Linked DNA regions of Zea mays: region 2 is linked to region 1. The links are chromatin contacts, called in public Hi-C maps. All regions are on one chromosome and are shown on one strand. The core of a region is the stretch at or near the end of the contact, and the rest is flanking DNA. Distances in the headings are between cores, read along the strand shown. Region 1 holds the start of LOC100284288. Region 2 holds the start of LOC103644055 (mitogen-activated protein kinase kinase kinase 5).

The links. Hi-C and Micro-C count contacts between places; a contact is called where the count stands out from the background.
Region 2: a Hi-C map of leaf shows a contact between it and region 1, with 5 times the contacts expected there. The contact joins the promoter of LOC103644055 here to the promoter of LOC100284288 in region 1. A contact is called at or near these places in 10 of 25 Hi-C or Micro-C datasets (bundle sheath, ear, endosperm and 3 more).

The regions. Positions count from the first base shown.
Region 1 is chr1:286,710,572-286,715,916 of Zm-B73-REFERENCE-NAM-5.0, forward strand. LOC100284288 reads right to left here and starts at 2,019. Exons shown (of 1, transcript NM_001157183.2): 1 at 654-2,019. The coding sequence starts at 1,897. The coding sequence ends at 1,061.
Region 2 is chr1:286,899,102-286,904,446 of Zm-B73-REFERENCE-NAM-5.0, forward strand. It overlaps LOC103644055 (mitogen-activated protein kinase kinase kinase 5), which reads right to left and starts at 2,797. Exons shown (of 11, transcript XM_008667251.4): 1 at 1,887-2,797. The coding sequence starts at 2,428.

The DNA.
Region 1 (5,345 bases), core at 769-3,268:
CCACCACCACCACCACGTCGTGCGCGTCACTCGCGACGCAGCCAGCGCCGCGGACGGTTCGGCGTGGAAGTGGGCGGGAAGCATCATGGCACGTACGTACGCACGGCACGGCACGGGGCGAGGCGAGACGCACCTAGATTTTCCGCATGGCTTCCAAGTTCCATTCCACCACCAAATGCGGCTGGCCGCTGCGAACTGTTGCGTCGAAAGCGATCCGGCCGCCAGTCGGCACGGCACGCACTTATCAACACCGGCCGGCGGGCGGGCGGGGCGACGTCGCTGTCGGCGGGCGTTCCACCCGCTAGTGGGCGCCGTCCGTCGGCGTTCCCGAAGCCGCAACGGCCCCAGGTTTGCTGTTCCCACTTGTGGCGGCGGGCGCAGGGCGTCGCTGCTCCGCAACCGCAGCAAGTGGTGGACGCTCGTGGAACCGGATTAATGTTATCGCCAGCCGGGATTGATGGACGTCACTGGCTGAGTACGCGAGGACGACGAAAGAAAAAAAAAGGTAGGATATGAGGGAGGACGTTGCTTCTGAGAGGCGAAGCAGACTGCTCCGTTTCTTACCATGGAAGCAAGCCAGCCAAAGGGATGGTTCGAGCTGGCAACGGAAAGAGCATCTGCAACTGCATCTACAGAGACTTGAACCAGGCATGGAACAAATGGGTATCTGATTCCATACTAATCTCCAATCCATCATTTACAATAAGCTTATGATACAAAACCACTAATTCACCAATGATCTCTGATAATGAGAACCAAGTGTGTATGAACTGTAGTGTACTGACAGCTAATAAGGATACAAGTTCTACTCTTCCACAGGAATAGGAAGACCTATAGGTACGGTATTGTATTGGTATGTATACGATGACTATGCATCTTTTCTCGCACTCGGTACTGTACAAGAGGAGCAGCCACAAAAATCAAACAATAGCGCTACTGGCACCATACGAAATGAATGAACGAATAGTGTGTTCCACTTCCACCGCTGAACTCGGCAGCTGCGGACCAAAATCTTGGACGGGTGATGAGATGAGATCCGCCGCCCGCGCGCGCAGCGGTTTCACGCGGTCATGAGGAGGCGGGGCTTCTTGAAGGCGAGGGGGCTCTGCACCTCCTCGTCCTCCTCCCACATCTTGCCGGGCTTGCCGCACCGGAACACGAACTCCGGCACGGCCGGGAGGTTGAGGTCGAACGCACGCGCGGCGGAGCTCCCGACCTCGGCGGACGTCTCGGCGGGCGCCGCCGGGACGTCGGTGGACGCGGCGGCGCTGCCGACGCCCCCGTCGTAGTGCTTCCTCTTGTGCCCGCCGAGCGCCTGGCCGGTCGGGAACTCCTTGTGGCAGACGGAGCACCTGTGGACTCTGCTCGAGGCCGCCCCGTCGGAGGACGCGGCGGTGGATGACGTGGCCGGCTCGCGGCCGACCTCGACTGGCGGCAGCGGCGGGACGACGACGGTGATCGGGGCGGGGGCCTCCGGGACGGGCACTGCTGCCGAGACAGTTACAGCGGCGGCAGTAGGAGGAGGAGGAGGCGTCGGCAGCTTGACCCGGTGGCTGGTCTTGTGGCCCCCCAGCGCCTGGTAGGAGCTGAAGGACTTGCCGCAGACGGAGCACCTGAACTCCGCGGCGGCCGGCGCCGCGGACGGGACCGGCGTTGGCGGCGCCTGGACGCGGTGGTGGCCACCGCGGGAGAGCATGAGGAGGCAGAGCGCGAGGTTCTCCTCCTCCGATCGCTGGCGGCGCGAGCGCTTCCTCTTGGCCCACCCCTGGGGCACGTGGGCGCCCTCGTCCCCGCCCGTGGCGGTGGCGCTGCTGCTCGTGGTCGTCGCTGCGGGCGCGACCTCCTCCTCGCTCTGCTTCTCCGGGACGACGGCGTGGAGCAGCTCCATGGAAGACATGGTAGAATAATGCAAGCTCAAGCTTCGCTGGGAGACGGGGCTGTTTGGCTGCGACTTGTTCTCGCGGTGGTTGCTTGGGCGCCTTGCTCTCGCTCGCTGTGGTGAGACTGTGCGAGTGTGATGAGTGAGGGGAGTGAGGGTTTTAAAGCGGTGGCGGGTGTGTGATGGGGCGTGGGAAGTTGCGTCGTAGGTGGGGGTAGTGAGGTGGTCGCGGCGTGGGCACGCACGCGGCACAGTCACAGGTGGGGGCGCGGCGGCAGTGGGTGGGAAGCCGGTGGAGTGGCGGCTAGAGACGGGTTGGGTTGAGACGTTGAGTTGAGTAGTCTCGTTCGGGTGGGTGCATGGGTGGTGGACGGAGGCGGCGAGAGGGCTGCAGGGAAGAGGTCGTGGTCAACGTGGAGGCGAAGACACGGAGAGGATGCAAAGGGGAAGCCGGGCAGCACAACTTGCCTGCCGCTGAGCTGAGCGGTGCGGTGCGGTGGAACGAGAACGACGACTGGTCGTGCGAGTGTGGTAGGGTAGGAGAGTGTGTACAGGTACAGGCCAGCTAGTATGTGCGAGAAAAGAGAGGTGTGGGGAGGGAGGACTGACCGGGGCGCGCGGCTCCTGCGTCGCTGTGGATGTGAGATGCGGTCGTCGTCGGTTGCGGATCCATACATATCTCGAACCGATCCACGCATACCCGGCTTGATCCGGCAACGCTGGACGCGCGGGCGGGCAGACGGACCCGGATCGAGTAATAAGCAAGCAAAAAAAACAACGAATTACAGCAGGTTTTATTTTTCTTTTTGCGAACCAACAAATTAAGCTTCCATATTTTAACTAGTGTGTGCACACTGAAAACTGAAGTACGTAGTATGTCACAAACTTTGTTGGCGCTTATATATTACTACGGTGCTGCGCGGTAGTAGTAGGAAGAGGAGGATGAGCAGTTTGTCTGGTGTCTGCGCTAGTAGCCTAGTACTCTGCGAGGCATTTTAAGCACATGCGCAAACATGCAAACGCTTGAGCGGTGGTCCTCGGCTCCCCGTCGCCCCCTGTTCTGGCCAGGCAGACGGTTCCAAGTCCAAAACAAACCAGAACCGAACCGGTAGCAACTAGCAAGTCGGGCGCAGACCACGCGGTGGGTGGGCCCGCAACAGCGCGCATGGAAGATTCCAACAGCCTGGGCACCTCGAGGGGGTCAGTTAAAATAACCCATCGCGTATGAGCTTCCGTCGGCTGAAGTGGCACCGGGTTGCATGGATCTTCTGCATCTACCAGATAGGCACGCGGTTGCGGAGAATTTTTCTTTTCTTTTCTAGATGGGTTAATGGCAGTGGGAGCAGCCGTTGACACTTGCGCTGTCACAGTCTCGCGTTAGTACGTTCACGCACATGATATATAAGCTGTAGTAAAGAAATTGGAATCGGTAGTTAAGTTCTGTCATTTTTTTTAAAGTCTGTCGTTAAAACAGGATTTTTCTTTGTTGTCCAGACCTCGATCAGTTACCCTCTCCCAACAATGCCTTTTATTTGTTTAAAAATAAAAAAGCACTCCCAGAGCGATGCTTTGTGGATGAGCATATGACTTCTAAGACGTGCTAACAATGGCAAGAAGACTCTATCCTTGCAAAAACCTCATGTAGCTAGACAATTAGAAGACTACCACCGTACCACCACTACTGGTACTAATAGATAAGCACAACACAGCCTCTATGTTCCGTAAATACTAGTACTACTAGTATACTGCACACATGGCGTGCGTGCCTATAGCAGCCTCTCTGCTGTCACTCGCTATGTCACGCTGTGCACCACCTAACACGTCGTTGCCTTGGCTCGTATAAAAGTCGGATTTGGATCAGCAAGCTTGATCTACACCAAGTTGGCACATGCGTTAGACAAAACAAGTCCTCACTCCACACTCCACAGACTATCACTTACGTCCTGGCAGACGCAACGCCCACGTACAAGCCCCGAATGCACCTGTTCGGCTTCGGCGGCCGTGCTGCGCTGCCACTCTCAACCCTTCGTTGCCTCGTTGGCTGCGCCGAGCAGAGTCCTCCGTTGCTCCGTCCATACGAAAACGGATACGGGATAAGCTACGCATAATATTGACTATGTGCGATCAAGACAATGTTATAAATATAAGCTACGACCCAACTATTATTATTAGGTATATAACACAGTACCAGAGAAGGGTTCTATCACAAGCAACAACATGTTTATCCCATGATTCTTCTCACACTCATTGCTAATCAACACCGGCCGTATCCATAGCAGCACATCTTCGTAGCATCCACACATACGGAGACAAAATGCTACAGCACCGGCGTGCCAGCTAAAAGATCAAAATACCCAAGATATAGATGAATTGGGCGTCTCCAAATTTTCTTGCACAAATTAAAACAAGTAATCAAGCTCAACTTCGTTCCTTATGCCTTATAGTTCGATCAAAAGTTCTGCACACCAAGTTCCAATCATAGACTAGTATGAAAATTCTAGTGATATAAATACTTAAAAGAAATTGTTTAAATATAAATGATTAATATAAAGAAAGGATTATAATCTCGATGCTTTACCGAGATATCTGATAGTGCCACTAATTCTAGTTAGAGCACCCGATCAATACTATCGCTCTCCTTAATCTATGCAAGGACTAAGTGCTATCTAGCAACTAGTTTTTCACCTCTCTGGTATGGTAAACCACTCAACCACTACCACCGTGCCCCCACCGTGGCTATGTGAGTGGCAAGTTGCCTCTAACGATTGCTATCACCATATGGACTAAAAGTGTTGTACCTTTTAGGTTTTAAAAGACAACAAATCTGAGTTGGGTGCACTGTTATCATTTCACCTCACACGATTGTCAACATGATTAATGGTGAAATATAACGATTTATAATGTCTAAAAAACAACCTGTAGGGACAAAAAAAGTTGTGCGACTATACCGACAACTACCTCATATGTCCTAATTCATGCAACAACAAAAGCGAAAATAAATCTAATCTATTAGGCATATCTTCTCTATGCAAACCATCAAGATAAAAAAACTACGCACAAACGACTCATGTATCACTATACACACTAGCATATCTACCATATTCAACCATGATAATATCTGTACTACTTATTAAGACAGCAAAAGTAGTCTGCCTCTGACGGTTCTGCCGTTCTGCCTGTTCTGCCTCCAGTAAATCTGCACCGTCCATCCATCTTGCGCCATCGTCCATCGCAACCACCGCCGCTCGATCGTCGCTCTCCCGAGGACCACCCGCCCGCTCAATCGTGTGCTGGAACCTCGCCCTCCCGAGGCGCATCCGCCTGCTCGATCATCGCCCTCCCGAGGCCGCCATCGTCCATCGCAACCCCTCCCCTCCGTCGAGGTCGCCAAATCTCGTCTAACCGTCGAGGGCTGCACCCCTCCGCCCGGTGCCACGGCGCCCAAATCCCACGCCCCATCCCACAC
Region 2 (5,345 bases), core at 1,547-4,046, 190 kb after region 1:
TTTTATCATGTCAATTAGTCAGTATCTAGTAAATTCACTAAGAGTTAAAAGATCATGTGCAAATTTTAAGGAATGTTATATGCAAATCAATAATGAAAACCTCACGTGCAAAAAAACATGACAACTCAATATACATAACAAATAAAATTTTATGACGCCATCCTAATCCTAATATGACCTGATGTCATGATCTCCACAGAAACCCTTAGCTAGTAACACACTGCAAGTAACTCGAGTTACTAAATCACAGTTCATCCCGTGTATATGTAATTATGTATATCTGAAAGCTCCAATCCCTGAACCATGGTAACCATATATTTAAAATCACCGTAATCTGCAGCAAAATCAACATACTCTGCAGCAAAGGATACATCGCTGAACCAAATGCACCACAAAAATGTTGCCATTCTCTGCCAGATACTCTACCTTTTTAAGTGTTTAACGCCTCAATGATGACAAAATACAAGTAATGGTGTCATAACCTGACTCTGAAATTAACGATGCAAGCGGCGTGGCCCTGCCCGCAACCCCGCTTAACCTGAACTACAAAGAAGACCTGACAATTGTGGGTAACCTGCTTTATCTCGTCGGTTGAGGGAGGCCGACCTGCTAACGTATGTGGACAGCCTGCACCACCCGCTAAATCCTGCACATTGTTTTCAGATCGTCCGACTAATCGTGATTAGTCGCGATTAGTCGGGCTGATCAGTACTCAGTGCTCGATAAGGGGGTCGATTCGATCAGGTGATCTGATCGTCCATATCGTCCGACTAGTCGGCGATATGTAGCGATTAGTCGTCTGGTTAGCGTTCAGTTGCGTTAATTACTCAGGGTTCAGACTTCAGTTCATATTGCTGTTCGGTTCAGACTTCAGTTCACAGTTTCATATAGACTTGTTGCTGGAGATGTACTGCTGTTTTGGACTATTTATACTGCTGCCTTGTATATACTTGTGCTTGTCCTGAGAAAGTCTCTATACTATATAAGTATATATCTATATACAGTGTTATATATGTATATATCTATATATATGTCCTGGAAATGCACAGGACAACCAGGGGGGGCGATTAAGGTCGATCAGGGGCGACTAATCGTCTGATCGCCCAGTGGCATCGATCAGACGATCAGGCGATCTGAAAACAATGATCCTGCATATGCCTGCAAAAAGAAATGCTACATAGAGCGCCACCATTGTCTCTCTGTCCGTTTTTGCTGCCGCCATCTCTCGTTCCGTCGGCGTAGTGGAGGACCGGCAACCGCCTCCTCTCTGTCTGTCATTGCTGCTGCTACTCTCACTTGGCCGATGCAGGAGAGGAGAAGGTGGAGGAAGGCAAGGATTGGAGAGTAGAAAGCTACGACAGCGGTGTCATGCTCGATCTACCTCAGCGTGATGGTAGTCACTAGTCAGTACCGACGAGAGGTCCATGTCCACTTTAGGACTGCAGTGACTGGAGACTCGATGAGCAGAACAACCTTCAGTTCTACCAACATTTGTTTTTTTAATCCTTGCAAAGGATGTGCTCAGATGATTACTGATTACCCAGTTTACATCTTTGCACCAAAGACAAGCGGGCTCTGCTAGTGCTAGGCTTTGCAGGCTCCACCGCCAAGCCTGAAGAAGCATGCAGGCTAGTATTCACCCCAATCCACGTGTATGGAGGTGGATTGGGGTGTAAATACATGTAGATTGGGGTGAATAGAGTATCCAAACAAAGCAGGTGAGTTGCGGCCAGCTGCCTGTCCACAGCCCGCCCCACTTGCATCCCTATCTGGAAATCCTCGAGCTGTGAGGGTGACATCCTTGCAGACAATATAATCTACTTGAATAATAACGGCAACAAAACATAGCATTAACATAGCATTAACTAGGAGTACGAATTAATCACCTCCGTGCGAGTAACGGCGTCATCCTTTGGCTCCCAGTCTCTAAAACACCGGGAGCGTCCGCTGCAGGCCCTTTCCCCTCCCCGTCGAGCATCCTTGGCACCGGTGGCGGAAGCGGCCTCCCCGGCCCGCGGCACGGCGATTCCCCCTCGCCTGGAAGGGGCAGCGGATGCGGCAGCAGCACGGGGGTCGACGAGGATCTCGCCGGCGCCACCTCCATGTTGCTCGGAGACCACGAGATCGGCGCGGAGCTCACTGTCTCAAGCGCAAACCCCGCCGCCGCGTCCCTCCTCGCCGGAGAGTCCACGCCGAGCGCGGAGACCCCGACCTCGAGGTCATCGACGACGTAGCGCATCCGCCGCGCTCTGATCAGCCGCGGCTGCGGATCGTTGCTGGCCCCGCTGCCATCGCGGCGTGAGCTAGGGCCGCTACCCCAACCGCCGATGAGACGGGGGGTGGAGGCGCGGGCGGGGGAAGCGGGGGTCGATGCTGAGGATGAGGAGGCGGGGCAGGAGGGGGAGGAGGAGCGCTTCCACCAGCGCATCGGGACGAGGGCTTATGGGTAGAAGAGCGAAACCCTAGTGATCATGAAGTGGCCGAGATGGCGTCGCGGATGGAGGGGATCGCAGGGAGGGGAGACGACGACCTCCCCCCGCCATTTTGGCTTTTTTTTTTTTAGTTACTCACTGGTCTCGGGGGTCGGGGTTGGTTGGTTGTTTTCTGGGAGATCAGCTCCCGTCTGGTGGCTATCGGCGCCTCGGCGGCCACGCGGCTTTGGGGGAAAGAAAGTCCAGCGAGTCAATGCCCCTCCGATGCACACACATCACGTAGTGTGCACTGTACATGCACTGTACACGCCTACACGCTTTCCTTCCTGTTTCGTGGTCTCTATGCAGCTTTTCCCTTCAGCCTCGTTTTTGTTGGTGTTTTTGTTGGCTCTTATATCAACTTCTGTTTTCACTGCATCCACTTAATTTCAATCGAGTCAAAATAAAAAAATCGAAGATAATTCTTCATCGAAAGAATCCAAGAAGGGAGAGTAAAATAATACGAGAATAGACTAGAATAGATTATAGTGAAAGAAAAAAGGAAAAGGAAAAAATCTACAAATCTTTTATGCTTAAAAAAGGTGTGAGATGCTTCAGTCGAGATCCTTAAAAAAACATCAAAAATTTTCTAAGAATAAAAAAATAGTATAAATAGAAAATGTGCGATATATTGTGAATAGCTTCGTGTAAAAAAGTCTAATTTTCTTATGTTCTAAGTCTTAAAAGACGCTCTAGTTTGGAGCTCTCTCTACACTCGATGGAGATTTTGCCCACTTCGTGTTCAACGTGTGGTGGTGTATACGGACTCTCGCACCCGAAATCCCCATTCGACTTAGCGGAAAGCAAGCGTCGTGTCCGCCTTCCATTTTGTCACTGTGCCAGCACATGTAGGGCTGCATATCGAGCCAGCTCGACTCGGCTCGGCTCGTTAAGGTAGCGAGCCACAGAGTCAGCTCGGCTCGGCTCGTTTACGAACTCGAGTTGGCTCGTTTAGCTTGCGAGCCAGAGCAGAAAAAATAATATGTGTATAATAATTAAATTCTAGTTAATTTTAAACTAATTTAACAACAGAAAATAATAATTATACTCATAGTTTTATAGACCACATCAATATAACACTAAATTAACACAACTCATCACTCATCAATTCACTATTCACACACATGTTCAGCAGTTTAACTCACACTTATATTCGCATAGACCAATTTCATGCATAGACATAATTCATCAATCATTAGTTTAACTTATAGGTTATAGACACCATACATACATATAACATATTCATCAATTGTTACGTACATAATATGTATATAGTTTTGTTTTGCTGAAATGTGATAGCTCGTTTAGCTCGTGAGCTGGTTCGTTAACAAACTGAGCTGGCTCGTTAACAAACCGAGCTAGGATGCTAGCTCATGAAAAAATTTAAGGTCTTGTTCGGTTGTGCCGGATTGGTGGGTCGGAACGATTCCTAACCGGATTGCTTCTCTAATTTATATAAATTTTGACTAGCTGAAACGATTCTGGGTGTAATCCGACACAAACGAACAAGGCCTAAACGAGCTAATCCAAGCCGAGCCGAGCTGGTCACGAACCGAGCAGACGAGCCACGAGCATTTTGTCCGGACACATTGCCCTCGGCTCCACAAACTCCCGCCGCCGTGGCGACCTACCCAACCATGGCTTTTATCGCTAAACCCTACTGCTTCACCGCTGCCAACCTGTCACCCCTGCCGCCACAGCTCGCCATCCACCTCCATATCGGACCGCACTGTTGCCTCCCCCGTCGACGCCATCGGCGAAGTCGTCAGCCAGCACCGACGTGGCGACGTCCTCCGCGCACTATCCCAGCGCATCCGGGCGCAGCAGCAGCCTCCGCGGCGGGGGGCGAGTACGTGTTGAACCACATCGATGACCTCGGCTACGTGCACAGCTTCCACACCACGATGTGTGACGGGGAGCAGTTGCTGGTCGCCACTTGCCACCATGACGAGCGCCGAGAAGCTCGTCGTCGCGCGCAAGCTAGCCTGCACCCCTTTCCCCTCGCCTTCCACGTGCCCTCCGTGCAGCAGCGGAAGCGCCCGCCGCCGGTCAGTCACTCTCTCTTTCCCTCTCCCCCTCCCTCCGCATTCTCCTCGGCTTCCCTTCTTCCTTCTTCACCGGATGTATAATATGGCGGTGTTTGGATGGATTAGGGATGGAGGGCACCACCTAGAGTAAGTAAACTAAAGTACCATTCAATTTTGCAAACCCGATCGCACCCCACGCTGGTGCTTAATTTTGCACGGCACAATTTCTATTCCTCCACCACTGTCCACTGTTGTTGCACTACAGGAATTCACTTAATTCCCGTCGGCCTGAAACCGACGGGAATAAGCCCTAAACCGACGGGAATAAGTAATTCCCATCGGTTTAGGGCTTATTCCCATCGGTTTCAGGCCGACAGGAGTCCCTTGTCGGGGATAAGGTTATCCCCGTCGACGGCCGACGGGAATAATTAATTCCCGTCGGCTAGATAGTGGCCGACGGGAATTAAGGCTAATTTTCGTCGGTTTTCGTGGCCGACGGGAATTCACTTCTAATTCCCGTCGGTTCCCTAGGCCGACGGGAGTTATTAATTAATTCCCGTCGGCCCCACGTGGCCGACGGGAATTAACTGGGCCGACGGGAGTAAGTAGTTAATTCCCGTCGGTTCGACTATAGCCGACGGGAATTAACTGGGCCGACGGGAATTACTGTATACTGCTGCAAAAACAGCACTAAATTATGTCACTATTTCTGCACACATAACATATATCAAACATAATATAAATCACATATAACAGCCACATTACAAACACATGTAAAGATACAACATCCACAAACACATGCATTTAGACATAGTGCATTTATAATTAAAACATATCACCTCAGTAT